Linked DNA regions of Mus musculus: region 2 is linked to region 1. Evidence: chromatin contacts called from public Hi-C data. All regions are on one chromosome and are shown on one strand. The core of a region is the stretch at or near the end of the contact, and the rest is flanking DNA. Distances in the headings are between cores, read along the strand shown. Region 1 holds the start of Bmper (BMP-binding endothelial regulator). Region 2 overlaps Bmper (BMP-binding endothelial regulator).

Region 1 (2,901 bases), core at 264-2,763:
AGGGACAGTGGTTCCTACTGAATGTACTTTTCTGTGGCAATTATTATTTTTTAACTTTTAGGTTTTCTTCTAATTAGTTCTTATGGGAAGTAAAACTCTGTCTCTGTCTCTCTCTCTCTCTGTGTATACAGTTTGACATTTCTGTAGACTCAGGGAGTCAGCGAAACATTCAATCAACACTTTGACTTTCAAGGCATCTAGCCATGGTGTTATTTGGGGGAAACATGTAACCACATTGTCTCTTGTCTCTTTTAATTTAAATTTTACACAAAATCTGTTTTGAGAGGGAAATGGAGCATGCTAAGCTAATGACAGCGTTCCTTCCTCCCACTTGTCCACGTCACAGAGATGTGGTCCTTGTGTTGGGATGTTGGCCACGATGCACTCACTAAAAGCACCCTTTAAATCTCTAGAAAAAAACAAATGAGCATGCGGATGGCAGGCAGGGGCAGGTAAATGTGGTGACATTAGAGGAGTGTATCTGAGGACTGTCAAAGGAGTTTCTCACTACAGCTACAAATGCTACCTAAAACTGGCCAGAGACTAGGGGAAAACTAGGCTTGTCAGCAATTAGAGTTTGGATCCACAAGGCGCTTCAGGAACTAATGTGGGGTGGGCACCTGCTGGCTGGCTGTTCTTCGTGTGGGTGGGAGCATGTGATCACAGTAGGCTCCAAAGAAGGCTAGCTGATCATTGGTTCCAAGCACCTTTCACTCTCACCTGGCACCTTCCCAATGTAGTTATAAAAATTCTCTTTTCTAGATTAGCACCCCTTTTGAGTAGAGCCAGGCACTGCTTGGCGGGTGCGTGTAGGGCGGGTGTGTGTGTGTGTGGGGGGGGCAGGACGTGGGAGGGATGCTGGGACTCAGCGGGTACCGGGTGGCGGGGCGAGGGGATCAAAGACCGAGACTGGGGGACATCAGGGCCGCCCAAGCAAGAAACGCTGCAGGGTAGCGGCTGCCACCGCGTGCCCTGCTGGGCGGCCGCCGCGAAGGCGGCCTGCGTGGAGATTAGCGGCAGCGGTCCCTCCCTGGCCCGCGAGTGAATGAATGATTAGTCTAACGCACCTCCCTGGCCCGGGCAGCTCCGGCTGGGAAGGGCGGAGTCTGAGCCACCGATCCACGCTTTAAGGGAGAAAGGCTCTGGCCGTTGTGCGTGCATTAGCCGACCCTTTCTGTCGCTCCAACTTCTGTCCTCCCTAATGTCAGGCCCACAGAGGCATAAGCACAGGAACCTGATCTCCAAGGTCACTCGTCCCTCTGTCCCCTCAGCCTCGTGAGTCCCCCGCCTTTGCCCGAGGGAGTCAAAGGGCTGTGGAAAGTTGAGGGACCCTCCTGCATTCGATCCGTGGCTCCTTCCGAAGCTGGGGCAGCGGGAAGCGCCGGGTCTTCTGCTCCGGGCGCTAGCGGGTAGTGGCATCCCTGCTGGGGGCGGCTCCTCTGCGCGGGAGGAGGCGGTGCGCAGGGCGCTGGAGACGCGCCTTCCAGGCTCCGGCAGCGCCCCGGGGCCGGTGGCCGGGGCTGGGCTAGACCGCCTGGCTGGGCGTTCGCGTGCGCCGCTGTCGCTTCTGAGCCGGCATAGCTCCGGCGCCAGGATCGTAGTCCCTCGTGCGACCCTGCGGATTCCGCGCAGAGCCTAGTACGCCCCTCGGTCCCGCACGGAGCAAGCGCGCGGGCCGGACACCGCGCTCGGGGGCCGGGCCGGAGCTGCGCGTGCGGGAGCCGGAGCTCAGCCGGGCTCCAGAGCTGCGAGCGCACTCGGCAGTCGCCGCCGCCGCTCCCCAGATCCCGCCGCTCAGCCACCCCTCCTCCCGGCCCAGCTCTGGCGCGGAGGGGCTGACGGCTAACCCGCTGAGAGCAACTCCCTTAGAAAAAAGCCGCCGCATTGGCCGAGGCTGGCCGCAGGACCCCTCCTCCCGGGGCGCCCCCACTCCTCCCCCGCCGCTCCGGGCGCCCGCCTCCCTCAGCCGACTGTCTCCCGGCACGCCGGCCCACAGCCCTTTTGACTGCGAGCAGCGGCTGCCGAGCAGAGGCGGCGACGCGGGACCTGCAGTCGCCCGGGATTCCCTCCAGGTGACGATGCTCTGGTTCTTCAGCGTCAGGGCTCTGGCTGAGCGTCCTTGCCGACGCTCGCCTGGGATTACCTGCTGCGTCTTGCTGCTGCTCAATTGCTCCGGGGTCCCCATGTCTCTGGCTTCCTCCTTCCTGACAGGTAGGGGGGTGGGGGCGGGAGGGACCAGTCCTCCGGGACTCTGGGTGGTTTCTTGGGAGAAGAGGCACTGGCAGACCGGGGATGAGAGGACGAGGAACGCGCACCTTGCCTGACTCTCGCGGGCGGTGGGGATGCGGAGAAGCCTAGAGAAAAGGGATGGGAAGGCTATGAAGAGGTAGAGAGATGGGGGACTGAGAGACTGCTACCTTTGACAGAGTGCTAATAGGCACCCTGCTATATGAAGTTGGGAAATTCCTTGATTTATATTTAATCTTTTTTCCCCAATCCTTGTTTTAATCGTAGCCACTCTTGTGCAATTAAGGAAAAGACCGCGCCGTTTCCCGCACATCCTCTTTTCTCAACACCATAGGATTCCAATAAATCCACGGTGCTAGGCAGCATCTTTAAAACATGACTTTCCAGACCTTGAATGTAAAGAAGCGATCTTATTTTTAAAGGTTACTAATAGCATGATATGATAATTACAGGTTTTCAGGCAGGTGAAGACCTCGGCTTCTATTTTGAAGGACATGCTTTACTGACACCTGGTGCAGAAAAGAGAATATTTTAAAGAGGAAAGAGATTGCGCTTCAAAAAGTGATTGCATTTCAACCCACAACAGTTGGCAGATCCACCTGAAAGGCCCGTTCTTTGACACAGTCCTGAATTTCGTTCAAATTTAAAATCTTC
Region 2 (2,901 bases), core at 254-2,753, 77 kb after region 1:
ATTGCTAATAGGATAGATATTTTTTACTATGTAGATTTAAACCTTATAATTACTTTAAAAATATTATTTAGTTCTTTTTAGTAGCTAGCAATGAAGAATTAATTCCGGGCCCCCCTCAGTCACAGGAGCCCTCAAGGAGCTATGTAATGTGAGGGTAATATGAAGGGAGCTTTAAAACTCAACACCTTTCACTGCATCTCACACCCTGTCACTCTGGAGACAGTTCTGTGTTCTGCTGCCTTTAAAACATAGGCATGTGGTCCGTGGGGCTTGCTTCTGTCACTGGCTTTTCTAGTTCAGTTCCCAGGAAGGAGAGAACTGCACTCCATCCTTGTACACATTGCAGGGTTAAGTCTTTACAACCATCCAAGGGTACACAAAGTGTCTGCAGAACTACAGAAATCTGGCCCCACGACTGTGTCTTACCAAGGCCCATAGTGACCAAGCAACACAGATGGAGCTGGGATCAGATTTCTTCTCATTCTTAGCCATCAGATCACACTGCCTACCCCATCAGTTCCAGGAGAAGTGTTCTATTTAGGTTCTGGAAGGCAAATATTTAAATACGAGCATGCCAGTGCCACACACTAGCAATAACTGAGCAGGCTGTGAGCCCCCGGGGATGAGATTGCTCTCAGCTCTACTCCTTCCCCTGAATTCCAACAGCCATGTTGGGATGCAAATTTAGAAGGTGCCCTCTCCAGTATGTCTCATCTTTTGTTTTGGAGTGAAGCCTCAGCTGGTTCTAGATAGGGATAGTCAGGGAAAGCCTTAGGGTATTTACCCTGGTAACTCAGAAGGACTGGCATCTGCCATTGATCACACTGGCATTCTGCATAATGACAAACATGTGAGCAGTTTCCTCCTGAAATGAATTTCAGGGCATTCTTGGTTGTCTGCTCCTTCACTGTAGTCTCTGCGTATTGCTCAAGGATGGTGGGCGTGATGGAAGTCGAGTTTTCATTTTAAATTCTGTTGTTTAAGTTGTCAAATATAGATTGTTGTGGCAAGCCATATGACAGTCAGAGGTGTAAACATGGGGAAAGATTGAAGACACTTTGTTGGAAGTGCTCTTTGGGGAATAGACTATTAAGCATCTGTCATTATGAACAATGCTGAGACACAGCAACTGGGAAGGCCATGCTACCAAGATTTTCAACATCGTCTGAACAGCAAGGAGACAGCTGATTGCTAGCTACGGCTATAGCTATAAAAAGTTTTTGTGCCTGGGTCATCATTTGAATTTCTTTAGTTGGCTATCATATTTTGGATTCAGGGCTTTATCATCATGTATTTCTGTTGAGCAAAGAGTGACAGTTACCTAAGATTTATAGGACCAGGAGCCAATCAGGGAAGACCAGGAACCTTCTTCTTCCTTAGGAGCTGGTTGCTTTAAGCATCTGGTGGTTTCTTCTGGAATTGTCTTGAACTCCTCTGTCCTTCACACAAGTCTACCCATATTTCTAATGTTGTCTACTGTGTAGGGTGTGACCTCAGTATCCTGCCTTTCTGAGGACAGTCTTGAGGGAAGTGGTTTTGCCATTCACTGACACAGTTGCTTGCCAGCCTGTGTCTCGGGTCATTTAGAGTGTTTCCCTGAGTACTTTTTGAATAGGAAACACTTCCTGGAAATGAGAGCTTTTATGAGATAAACTTGTCAGGCACTAGAGCCCATTAACACACACACACACACACACACACACACACACACACACACACACACACAGTGGAACAGAAAGCCGTAGGGCACATCCTGTCTTATCCCTGACCATTTTTGCCTTTGAACATGACCCTATATATAGGCATCAGGTGTGTCAGAATTGAATTCATGTTCCAATTCAGAGGCACCTGCTATGATTTTAATTATCTGTGGGACAAGGGACGGAGCTTCTTTTCTGCAGTATTGGAAGGTGATGTGGGAACCGAGGGCATGCTGGGCCAGGAACAGGCTGTGTTATTCCTGGTACTCAAGTGGCCGCCCACAGAGGCATCTGTTCTTTCTCATCTCAACCTTCTCTCCCTTGGCCTTGCTATGGTCTCTTTTGACCTCTTCTGACCTCTCTGGAGTTGGTCCCCCTGGCTGTGGTCAGCGCCATCCCGCTGCGGTTCCAAATCTCACTGCGTGATTCACCATCGCACATCTGTGGTCCATGGGCTGACTCAAGTTCCACAGTCATTTGTTTTCTATCATCTTCAGGGTTTCTGGACCTGTGCCAACATGCCAATCACCTGGACTGTATCATTTTTCCCTATTTAATTCTGCATGATATTGTAATCAAAGAGGATTTATACTGGGGAGAGGTAGAGAGTACAGGTAGAAGATGGTAATCAGAGGGTAGAATGACCTTGCCAAACTGAACGAATTCTGTTGTTCTAATTCCAAGCTCTGTTTTCCAGGCTGTGTGTTTGAAGGTGTGCAATACCGGGAAGGAGAAGAATTTCAGCCAGAAGGAAACAAATGTATTACATGCTCCTGCGTTGTAAGTACTGCCAGGGCGTTGCTAGGGGATCCTTAGGTTTAGCTGCTTCTAGCATCTACTGAGAGGAACCTCATCTTTCCACTCTCCCTCATTAGGCTCTTAAGATGCAGAGCCAAAGGAAAACCCACTCTATGTAAGGCAAGCTTCGCTGCTTTGTTGATGTTGACTCCTGGGCTGGGGTCCTGTGCTATGTAATGTATTGGTTTGCAGGCATTCCTTCCAGTGTTCAGTAGCACCCTGGTCTTGACTTATAGGTTTCCAACTGTATAACTATCATTGTCTGCAGAACTTCCCCCGTGCCCTCTAGAGAAAAACTGGCTTTTCATTAAGACCCACTGTCCCCTCAAGTGGAGGAGCTGATCTTCCACCCCCATTTGGGGGAAGACTCTTGGTCTTCTGTTTCATGGAGCAGAGGTACTTC

Evidence for each region. A called contact is a pair of places that touch in the nucleus more often than the background predicts.
Region 2: a Hi-C map of muscle stem cells shows a contact between it and region 1, with 2.1 times the contacts expected there. The contact joins the enhancer-like site here to the promoter of Bmper in region 1. A contact is called at or near these places in 2 of 484 Hi-C or Micro-C datasets (the HL-1 cell line and muscle stem cells) and 2 of 9 other capture datasets (adipose tissue and liver).

What each region holds. Positions count from the first base shown.
Region 1 is chr9:23,221,563-23,224,463 of GRCm38.p6, forward strand. It overlaps Bmper (BMP-binding endothelial regulator), which reads left to right and starts at 1,514. Exons shown (of 15, transcript NM_028472.2): 1 at 1,514-2,211. The coding sequence starts at 2,079.
Region 2 is chr9:23,298,543-23,301,443 of GRCm38.p6, forward strand. It overlaps Bmper (BMP-binding endothelial regulator), which reads left to right. Exons shown (of 15, transcript NM_028472.2): 6 at 2,398-2,480. Among named protein-coding and RNA genes, the nearest start is that of Bmper, 77 kb to the left of the region's middle. Within about 2 kb of position 1,504, at least 10 of the 459 cell types and tissues checked have an H3K27ac peak or open chromatin away from gene starts, as enhancers often do. A contact at or near this core is called in muscle stem cells, where this site is marked.